2 separate regions of the Mus musculus genome follow, and region 2 is linked to region 1. A link is a contact called in public Micro-C data. All regions are on one chromosome and are shown on one strand. Each heading gives the region's core, a stretch centred on a gene start, on an enhancer-like site or on the middle of the called end of the contact. The rest is flanking DNA. Distances are from core to core; before and after follow the strand shown.

Evidence for each region. A called contact is a pair of places that touch in the nucleus more often than the background predicts.
Region 2: a contact with region 1 is called in a Micro-C map of granulosa cells, with 3 times the contacts expected there. The contact joins two enhancer-like sites. A contact is called at or near these places in 7 of 39 promoter capture datasets (the C10 cell line, the HPC-7 cell line, cranial neural crest and 4 more), 1 of 15 datasets of contacts at CTCF or cohesin (large pre-B cells), 52 of 484 Hi-C or Micro-C datasets (the AML12 cell line, B cells, the Ba/F3 cell line and 32 more), 9 of 115 datasets of contacts at active chromatin or transcription factors (DN3 thymocytes, the HPC-7 cell line, the NIH/3T3 cell line and 4 more) and 3 of 9 other capture datasets (adipose tissue, embryonic stem cells and liver).

The regions. Positions count from the first base shown.
Region 1 is chr1:127,825,172-127,830,022 of GRCm38.p6, forward strand. Map3k19 (mitogen-activated protein kinase kinase kinase 19) reads right to left here. Exons shown (of 14, transcript NM_011737.2): 10 at 3,885-3,928. Among named protein-coding and RNA genes, the nearest start is that of Map3k19, 27 kb to the right of the region's middle. Within about 2 kb of position 2,315, at least 15 of the 459 cell types and tissues checked have an H3K27ac peak or open chromatin away from gene starts, as enhancers often do. A contact at or near this core is called in granulosa cells, where this site is marked.
Region 2 is chr1:128,218,638-128,223,747 of GRCm38.p6, forward strand. R3hdm1 (R3H domain containing 1) reads left to right here. Exons shown (of 27, transcript NM_181750.2): 22 at 2,963-3,066; 23 at 4,832-5,004. Among named protein-coding and RNA genes, the nearest start is that of Mir128-1, 19 kb to the left of the region's middle. Within about 2 kb of position 3,089, at least 10 of the 459 cell types and tissues checked have an H3K27ac peak or open chromatin away from gene starts, as enhancers often do. A contact at or near this core is called in granulosa cells, where this site is marked.

The DNA.
Region 1 (4,851 bases), core at 1,065-3,564:
TAAGTACACTGTTGCTGTCTTCAGACACACCAGAAGAGGGCATCAGATCTCACTACAGATGATTGTGAGCCCATGTGGTTGCTGGGATTTGAAGTCAAGACCTCAGGAAGAGAAGCCAGTGCTCTTAACTGCTGAGCCATCTCTCCAGCCCAAAAAGATCCCAACTTTTAAAGCCAAAATGTGGAACTGGAGATGGACCTCAGATAGTAGAGTGCTGCCTGGTGTGCACAAATCCCTGGTTTCATCCCCAGTATTGTATTCATACATCTGTAACCCCAGGGCTGGAGGTAGAGGGCAGAGGGTCAGAGGTGTAAGGTCATAGGCCATACAGCCTGCACTGGAGTACTTGCCAATACATGCATGCATGCATACATACATGTATACATACATACATACATACATACATACATACATACATACATACATACATAAAATAAAACCCTGATCAGGACCAGAAAGATAGCTTGGTGGGTAAAGGCTCCTGCTACCAAGCCTGATGACCTAAATTTGATTCCTGGGACTCACATGGTGGAAGGAGAGAGCTAACTCTGCCAAGTTGTCCTGTGATTTCTACATGCACATAGACACATACACACACACACACACACACAGAGAGAGAGAGAGAGAGAGAGAGAGACAGACAGACAGACAGACAGACAGACAGACAGACAGACAGAGACAGACAGAGAGAGAGAGAAAGAGAGGCAGACAGACAACAGACAGGCAGATACACACACACACACACTTAAAAATATATTTAAAAAATCTCAAAGCTATTTGGCTCAGTGGTATAGTATATGTATGCTTAGCATACATGAAGCCCTAGGTTGGATCCCCAGCCCCCAAAATAGGGAGAAAAAAACAACACAAAATAACTAAAATATCATTCTCCGTACTTTTCCAGAATCAAGATTAAGTGACTCTTTAAAAGATAATTAGGTGCTATAGTGTTAGATCAGATGTTAAGAGTATAGATTTCTCTTGCAGAGAACTTAGTTTTGGTTTCCAGCACCCATGTTGGGTGGGTCATAGCTACCTATAAATCCAGCTCCAGGGGACCTGATACCTCTGGGGTCCTTAGGCATTTGCATGCACATATAAACTCAGACATACATATATACACATAACTAGGAATAATAAAGTAAATCTTTTTTTAAAGCTAAAGTTAACTGAGTGCTGGTTACTCTTCTAGGGTGGCATCTACATCATGGCTCACAGTGTGTAATTGTCCCAGGGGATCTGACACCCTCTTCTGGCTTCCATGGGCACTGTATGCACACGATGCACAGACATACATGCAGACAAAACACCCATACTTATCAAATGTTCAAAAAATAAAAAGGCTAAAATTTACATGTCAAGACTCATGGTTATACTTATTAGTTATGTGGGGTTGTTTATTTATTTAGTTTGTTTGCTTGCTTTTTTGTTTATTTTGTTTTAAGGCAGGGTTTCTGTCTGGCTGTCTAGCTGGTTTTTGTTTGTCCTGGTTGCCTTAGAACTCACTCTGTAGACCAGGCTGACCTCGAACTTGGAGATCCACTTACTCCTTCATTCCAAGCAATGGTATTAAAGTGTGGGCCACCATGCCCAGCTTAAATGTTAAATTTTAAAATGGGAAGTATTTTATCTCTCTTTTCTTTTTAGTTTCCACGGGACTGATGAAAATGTTAAAGCCCTCTTGAGAACACTTTAAGCTTGTTGTTATATGTAGCTTAAGGGTTCTTCCAGGACCGATGAACTCATTGTTTTGCTGAGTCATTTAGGTGGGAACAGCTTTAAATTTGAAAACTTAGCAATGCTAAGGGCTTTGTAGGCGCACAGTTGCTACTGTTCACCTAGAATGCAGAAACCACTTGATTCAGTCCCCCAGAAATCCACAAACTGGCTGTGATGGTGCATGCATGCCTATGATCCAAGGACTCTGGAGGTAGAAGTCAAAGGATCAGGAGTTCAAGGTCATACTCAGGTACAACAGCAAGCTTGCGGCCAGTCTGAGCTGTGTGCCAATCTCAAAACAAACAAACAAACAAACAAACGAAAAACAAGAAAAGCCTCAATAGCTTAAAAAAAGATTTATTTAATGTGGATGGCGTATGGGTGTTTTGCCTGCATGTATATATGTGTACCAAGGTGTCTGTTGTATCTCCTGGCACTGGAGTTACAGATGGTTGTGAGCTACCCTATGTGTACTAAAAACTGAACCCAGGTCCTCAAGGGTAGCAAGTGCTCTTAAGCGCTAAGCCATCTCTCCAAACTCCTTAATAACTAACTGTTAAATCTCCTTGCCCTCTAGTTCAAAGTCAGCTACTCTTAATTATTACCAACCTCTAGAGGGCAGTGCAATGCAAACTATAGCGTTCAACTTTGTGGCCCTTAAGCTATAAAGTCCTTAAGTGGTTTTTTTAGTTTTGGTTTTGTTCCTTTGTGGCCTTTTCTTATGTACACAAACTCTGTACCTAATTATATGGGATTATTTATAGACATGGATTATGCATAGTGACTGAGAGCTATGACTTCAATTTTCACTTGCCAACTAGGTGCAAGCAGGAAAGAAAAAAAAACCAAAAACCCCAGATACTAGAAATTCAAGTGTTAGAGGATACTTCTCTCTCAATGTTATTGTCTGAATTTTTTCCCATTTCTCAAAAATAGGAAATAAGCCGGGCATGGTGGCGCACGCCTTTAATCCCAGCACTTGGGAGGCAGAGGCAGGCGGATTTCTGAGTTTGAGGCCAGCCTGGTCTACAGAGTGAGTTCCAGGAGGACTACACAGAAAAACTCTGTCTCAAAAAAAAAAAAAAAAAAAAAAGGAAATAAGGAATGAAGAGGCAGCTCAGTCAGTAGACTGCTTGCCTTGCAAGTACAAACACCTGAGTTTAGCCCCAAAGCCCACATTTAAAAAGCTAGCTGTGGTGGAACAAGTTTGGAATCCCAGTATTGAGGATGTAAAACAGATTCCTGGAGTCTGCTAGCTGGCTTGCCTAGTGTAACGGGCCAGTGAGAGACCCTGTCTCAAAAAGCAAGGTGGACAGTGCCTGGGAAACAAGTGCACAGGTGTCACTCACTGCAGATGCACAGGTGTGCACAGGTGTCACACATGTGCTGACACACAGGTATGCACCAACACACAGGTATGCACCGATGTTTGTATGTCTCCTAGGACACTGAAGGCCAAGAGAGCTGAGAAAACTGACAAGTAACAAGTATCTTCCCAGGATCTTTACCTGTAACGCTTTATAGGAGCAGGAAAACTCTCCCCCATCAGGGTGGGGTGTGAACGGCAAAGAGTAACATGGGATTTGGACAAAGGTATGAGGTGAGTAGAGCAGCAATCCACACCCTTAATCCTAGAACTAGAGAGGCAGAGGCAGGGGGATCTCTGTGAGTTCAAGGCCAGTCTAGGTGACATAGTGAGACCCTGTCCCCCAAACTTAAACGCATTAAGAAACAGAGACAAAATGAAGGAAAAACGAAGACAGAAAATGAAGAGACCTGTTCACCCCACTACCCAGGAGCAGGAGATGGCCCAGAGAAGCACCTCACAGGACATGGAATGGTTTTCCCATGAATACTTAGCTTCTCCATAAAGTAGTCATCCTTTTTTAAATTTTCTCCACAATATTATTGCTGAAGATTTGACTGAGAAGTTTGTGGGAGCTTGTCATTGTTGTTGAGATTTATGGATTTTGTTATTTCTTTCTTTGAGACAGAGTTTCTCTGTGTAGCCATGGCTGTCCTGGAACTAGCTCTATAGACCAGGCTGGTCTCGAACTCATAGAGATCTGTCTGCCTCTGCTTCGAGAGTGCTGGAAATTAGAGTGTGCACCACCACCACCCTTATTGTTGTTTAATGAAGTCAAACATGCTGGAACTGATCTTACCCCAGTTCTTCGGCTACTGTAGCTTATGTCAGAGGTAGGAAACTCTATAACAAAAGAAACAAGAACTGGGTGTTATTAGTAGTAGGCTGAAGAGTTCATAGATGGAGCAGGAGATATGCGGGAAAGTGTTTCAGAGTATATTCTCCCTGTGTGGTATACATAGTGCTGTGAAGTGATTTCAGAAAACCTTAGCCTAAAGCTACCAGAAGGGGTGTTATAGGTTTGTTCATTTGTTTTTGAGAGCTGGTCTCATAGAGCAGCCTACATGTAGTTAGTACCTTGAATTCCCTAGGTAGCCACGGATACCCTTAAACTTACAATCCCCCTGCCTCCACCCCCTGAGTGTTACAATTACAGGTGTGTGTCCTGCCCAGCTTAGTATGGGAAGCAAACCCAGAGCTTCGTGGATGCTAGGTAAAACTTGATCAGCTGAGCCACATGCCCGGCTCCTACACTAGCTTATTTATTTTTAGTTCATGAAATACTCTTCCCTGAAACACATACAAAATGCATTTCCTTTCCAGCCATTTGCTCCCATTGCCTTCAGTATTGTCATTATTAAGCCTATTGTTAGTCGTGTGTGTGTGTGTGTGTGTGTGTGTGTGTGGTGTGTGTATGCATGCACACGGGCACATATGTGCAGAGGCGAAGGCATCTTCATTCCATCATGTGCCTGTAGCAGTCAGAGGACACAACCATTTGGGCACCACTGTCCTCGTTTGAAACAAGACCTCTCCCTAGCCTGGAATCTGTCAAGTTGGCGAGGCTTCCGGCCATTGAGCCCCAGGGATCCTCTGACTCAGCCTCCCCTGGGCTTCGGTGACAAGCGCATGTCATCATATCTGACTTTTTTTAAAAAAACAAAAAAACAAACAACAACAACAAAAAAAAACATGGGCTTGGGGAATTTAACTCAGATCCGTGTGCTTGCAAGCACTTCACTGAGTTATCTCTCCAGCTCCACTGT
Region 2 (5,110 bases), core at 1,839-4,338, 390 kb after region 1:
TTCTGACTTCCCCAGGCACCAGGCACACATACAATGCATATAGATACATTTAGGCAAACAATATTTTTTTAAAGATTTATTTGTTATATATAAATATACTGTCTTCAGGCACACCAGAAGAGGGCATCAGATCTCATTACAGATAGCTTCGAGCCACCATGTGGTTGCTGGGATTTGAACTCAGGACCTTTGGAAGAGCTGTCAGTACTCTTAACCACTGAGCCATCTCTCCAGCCCAGGCAAACAGTTAATACACAAAAAAACTAAATAAATCCTAAAACAAACAAATAAACAAAAAAAACTTTTTAAGCTCAGTGGCAAATGACTTTGCAGTGCCCTGAGTTTGATCACTGCAAAAAGAAAAGTGTGTAGACATACCCCTTTTATCTAGGTACTCTGAAGGCAAGAGGCAGAGTCTGGCAGATTTCTCTTAGTTCCAGACCAGCCAGGGCTGTATATTGAGATTGAAAAGATGCCAGACATGGTGGCTCATGTCTTTGGGTTTTTTTTGGGGGGCGGGGGGGGCTTGGTTTTTTGAGACAGGCTTTCTCTGTGTAGCCCTGGCTGTCCTGGGCAGAAATCTCAGAAATCCGCCTGCCTCTACCTCCCAACTGCTGGGATTAAAGGCATGCACCACCACCGCCCGGCTGTTAAATGTTTTTTGCCATAAGTTTTTTTTTTTGTTTTTTGTTTTTGTTTTTTTTTATGAGCAAACTAGTGCGTTCTCACCTACAGTGGCAACCACAATATGGCTTCTGTAGAAATAACAGAGTAAGTAACAAAAGATTACAAATTCATTAAATAAATAAAATAAAAAGTATTCTTCTTACTGCTAAGTTGTCTTCTCAGAACATCTCATTTGTTCTTTAGTAGATAGAACCTTTTTTGTTTGTTTGTTTGTTTACATGAGAGAGGGCATAAGGTGGGCACACCTGTGTTGAGATCAAGGGGACCTCATGATGAGTAGACCATGGGCATATGAACAAGAGCAGGTGATGGGCTCTCTCTGTGGGCCAGGGAAACCTGGAAAATTCTCCAGACAGTTGCTTAAGCTATATTATTTCTATAGCTCAGACTCATGTAATATGTTCTGGGCATAACTAACAGCAAAGTAAGGGGGGAGGGAGAGAAGAGTGGAGAGGAGAGAAGAGGAAAGGAAAAGAAAAGGGAGAGAGAAAGAATACAACATTTTTTATCATGTGAGCCAATTTTTCAGCCCCTCAAAGAACTTTAACGCTCCTTTTAATTCCTTTCTCTTTCCATTTAATTGAACTATTGGCTTACTACCACTTAAGCAGCAAAGATAATTGTTATTATTAAGCAATCATCAGCATGAATTTCATATAAATCTATGTGTATGTTGCCAATAATTAATCACAAAGCTTTAAAAATGCTATTATTGGGCATTCTTAAAACATGTAAATATAAACAAATACATGCAGAATCCTCATATATTCACACTTAACACTTAACAATAACTATTGTATTTTCATCTAAACCTCTGCTTCTGCCTCGTCATCTAGAGTTTTATTGTTTTTTTTAGACTTATTTATTATTTTATGGGTATGCATGCTTGCCTGAATGTATATGCAAGCACCACTTGCATGCCTGTTACCCTTGGAGGTCAAAAGAGGGCAGTGGATCCCAAGGGACTGGAGTTTTTTTACTGTTGTGAGCTACCACTCTAGGAATCAAACGTGTTCTTTGCAAGAGCAGTAAGTGCTTTGTACCACTGAGCCAGCTCTCCAGATCATCCTCCTGTAGATACCAGGTATCATTTTATTCATGAACATTTTAGTATATTTATCCGTAAAGAATTCTTTAGATGCATATGCCCATTATGCCAGTCATACCTTTATTATTATTATTATTTGTAATCCCTTAAGTAAAACGAGTGTACCCCATAAATACTTTGCAATTTCTGAATATGTACTAAGAATTGCCTGTCGATAGATTTGACTGATCATATCTATTGTGTTTTCTGACATCTTTGTAATTTCTACTTCATTGGCAGTTACATTTAAACTGGTGTTTTTAATGCAGTTATATGAGATAGTTCCAAGAAATGGATGAAGTTATTAAGTAATACTTATTTAAACTTTTCAATAGGAAGATGACAAAACAGAGACTGATCAGGCTAATATAAATTAAGATCCCTGACTGTCTGTGAGTTCATTATTCTATAACTTCATATCATTAGCCTGAAAGAACTTGCTAAAAGAGAAAACTTTGAAGATTTACAATAAAGCCATATAGTTTGACTATAAATGCCATTCAAAGGATCTCAACAACTTGGGGTTGGTTTTTTTTTTTTAATTGTTTATTTGTTCGTTTTTTTTTTTAACCTAATTATCTTCTATTTTGTTAGAATATGTCAGATTCGTTGTCTTTATTCTTACTACTTTTTTGGTGGTTTGGTTTGGTTTGGTTTTTGGTGGGGTTGGGGGAATTACTTTTTTTAAGACAGGTTTCTCTGTAAAGCCTGGTTATCCTGGAACTCACTCTGTAGACCAGGCTGTCCTTGATCTGCCTGCTGCTGCCTCCCAAGTTTTGTGGTTAAAGGCATGTGCCACCATTGCCTGGCTTATTATATTTTTCAAGAAATAACATTTTCTTCTGAGTCTAATTATTGTCAAAATTGCCATCCTGTCCTTTTTTTTTTTTTTTTTGAGATTATAATTAAATTTCTTCCCTTTCCTGACAAAGATATGTTAGAATAATTTGTAAAATTTTCAATGGTAGGATTAGAGGATATATTTTCAGAGTTTCAGTCAGTATTGTGAATATAAAGTAGTTTTTACTGAGTGATCACAATTCAGAGATTACTTAATTCAGAGATTGTCAGCCAATCTGAAAAAATATATCCATTTAAATAAATTTAGAGAAATGTTTATTTCAAAGACTGTTTGGTCATCTGTTTCTCATTGTGCTGTTTTCTGTGTTTTGTTTTTTCACCCTATAGCTCTGCAGTTGGTTACTTACAACATCCAGGGTCAGAACAAGTACAGTTTCCTCGAACCACGTCACCATGCAGCTCTCAACAGCTCCAAGGCCACCAGTGTGCAGGTATGCCTAGATGACTGATGCAGAGGTCAGCTGACTGGTTCCCAGCTGCCTGGGTGGTGATGTGCACTCTAGTGTCTCACTCATGTCCTGTGTGTTGAGTCAGGTTGTCACATGCAGCTCTCTCCTTCCTTTTCTAATACTAGGTTCATCCTTCTACCTTCATTCTCCCCTATCTATGGGGTTAGTAATCTTGGAGAACCATCCCCAAGCCCTGTTGATTCTCTAGATTTTTCTGGGTAATCTAATAGGCGTAAGGCCTCAACTACTGCCTTTTTGATAACACCTAGTGTATCTTCCTTCTAATGTAACAAAATCATGTAGCTAAAAGTTTAAAGGCATGTCAGACTCAATATTTTCCTTCCCATTTTACTTATCTTACCACAGCCTTAATCTAGTAACCAATGCAGAGATCTCAGACTCATGACTCTTCTGTGGCTTCCTGCAGTACTCAGAAAGTCCCTATTTCCTTACTCACTGTGCTGATTTTAGTGTTCTTTTCATGTCTTTGCAGTAATCTCTTAAGTATTTTGTTTATGTTTTCCTCCGTTTCATCTATTTCCCCAACACAAAAAATTAGTACAGAATTATTATCCTGAAACAGAAATTTCTTCATTTTATTCTCTGACTAAAAAACTCTTCAGTTAGGCCGGCGTGGTGGCTCATACCTTTAATCCCAGTACTCGGGAGGGCAGAGGCAGGTGGATCTGTGAGTTCGAGGCCAGCCTGGACTACAAAGTGAGTTCCAGGACAGCCAGGGCTAAACAGAGAAACCCTGTCTCGAAAAAACAAACAAACAAACAAACAAAAAAAACAAAAACAAAAAAACCCACTCTTCAATTAAGAGGACTGGCTATCTTTCCAGATGACCCTGATTCTGTTCCTCGCACCTACAGAGTAGCTAACATCTGGCTCTAACTCCATTCTTAGGGTTTTGTTTGCCTCTTCTGTCATCCTCAGGCACTGCATGTACGTGGTCCATACACACATACATTCACACAGATAGCACTATACACACAGCATAAAAATCAATTAAAAAAAGAAAAGAAACGGACAACTCAGAATGTGCTACGTTTTCTCCTCCCCCACTAGAAAGGATGTGTGTGCTCAGTGTAACCGTGGCTATCCTGGACTCTCCATGTAGACTATGCTGGCCTCAAGCTCACAGAGATCTGTATTAAAGGGATCATAGGGATGTACCACTATGACCCAACCTTCCCCTTATTTTGGTAAAATACTTTCACAAAATTTGTCTTTATTTGGAAAACATTATTTTAAAAGTTGGGAGCATACATACATACACACACACTTTTTTCTCTACTAGGTCCTTCAAGACATTTAGGTCTAAAGGATTCCTGCTTTTTATTTTGTTTTGGCTTTTTAGGGTTTGTTGTTGTTTGCTTGGTTTGTTTGGTTTTTTGGTTTGTTTGTTTTCTTGAATCTTTGGGCTTTTGTTTGTTTGAAGTAAGTTCATACTACAAAGATACATAGATTAGGCTAGCCCAAACATGATCCTTCTGAATTTGTGTCCTCAGTGCTGGGATTCCAGATTTGTAACACCGTGACCTTCTCCAAAGGTTTTGTTTTAATGCCTTTTTAAACACACAATTGTATGCAGCAGGTTTCACTAGAGCTTAAATCTGATTTGTATACATAGTTGTAAAAACTTATTCAGAAATGTGGAATTAATGTTGTTTTCCTAGTATTTCATATAACAATTCATTGTTAAAATATACTGGTCTCAGTGTTCTAATTATCCTGATTTCAGCTGTGCCACAGCAGCCACCTGGTGGAGGAATGGTAATGATGCAGCTCAACCTACCAAATAACCCACAGTCTCGGACCCACTCACCCCCACAGTGGAAACAGAACAAGCACTACTGTGACCACCAGAGAGGACAGAAGTGTATGGACTTTAGCAACATGGATAATATTGTTCAGGTAAGGTAGTTTGTGTGTTACCTCTTTGTTTTTGAGTAGGGGTCTAGCTGTGTAGTCTTAGCTAGCCTGGAAATCATGTTGATCTGCTTCCTCCCTAAGATTAAAA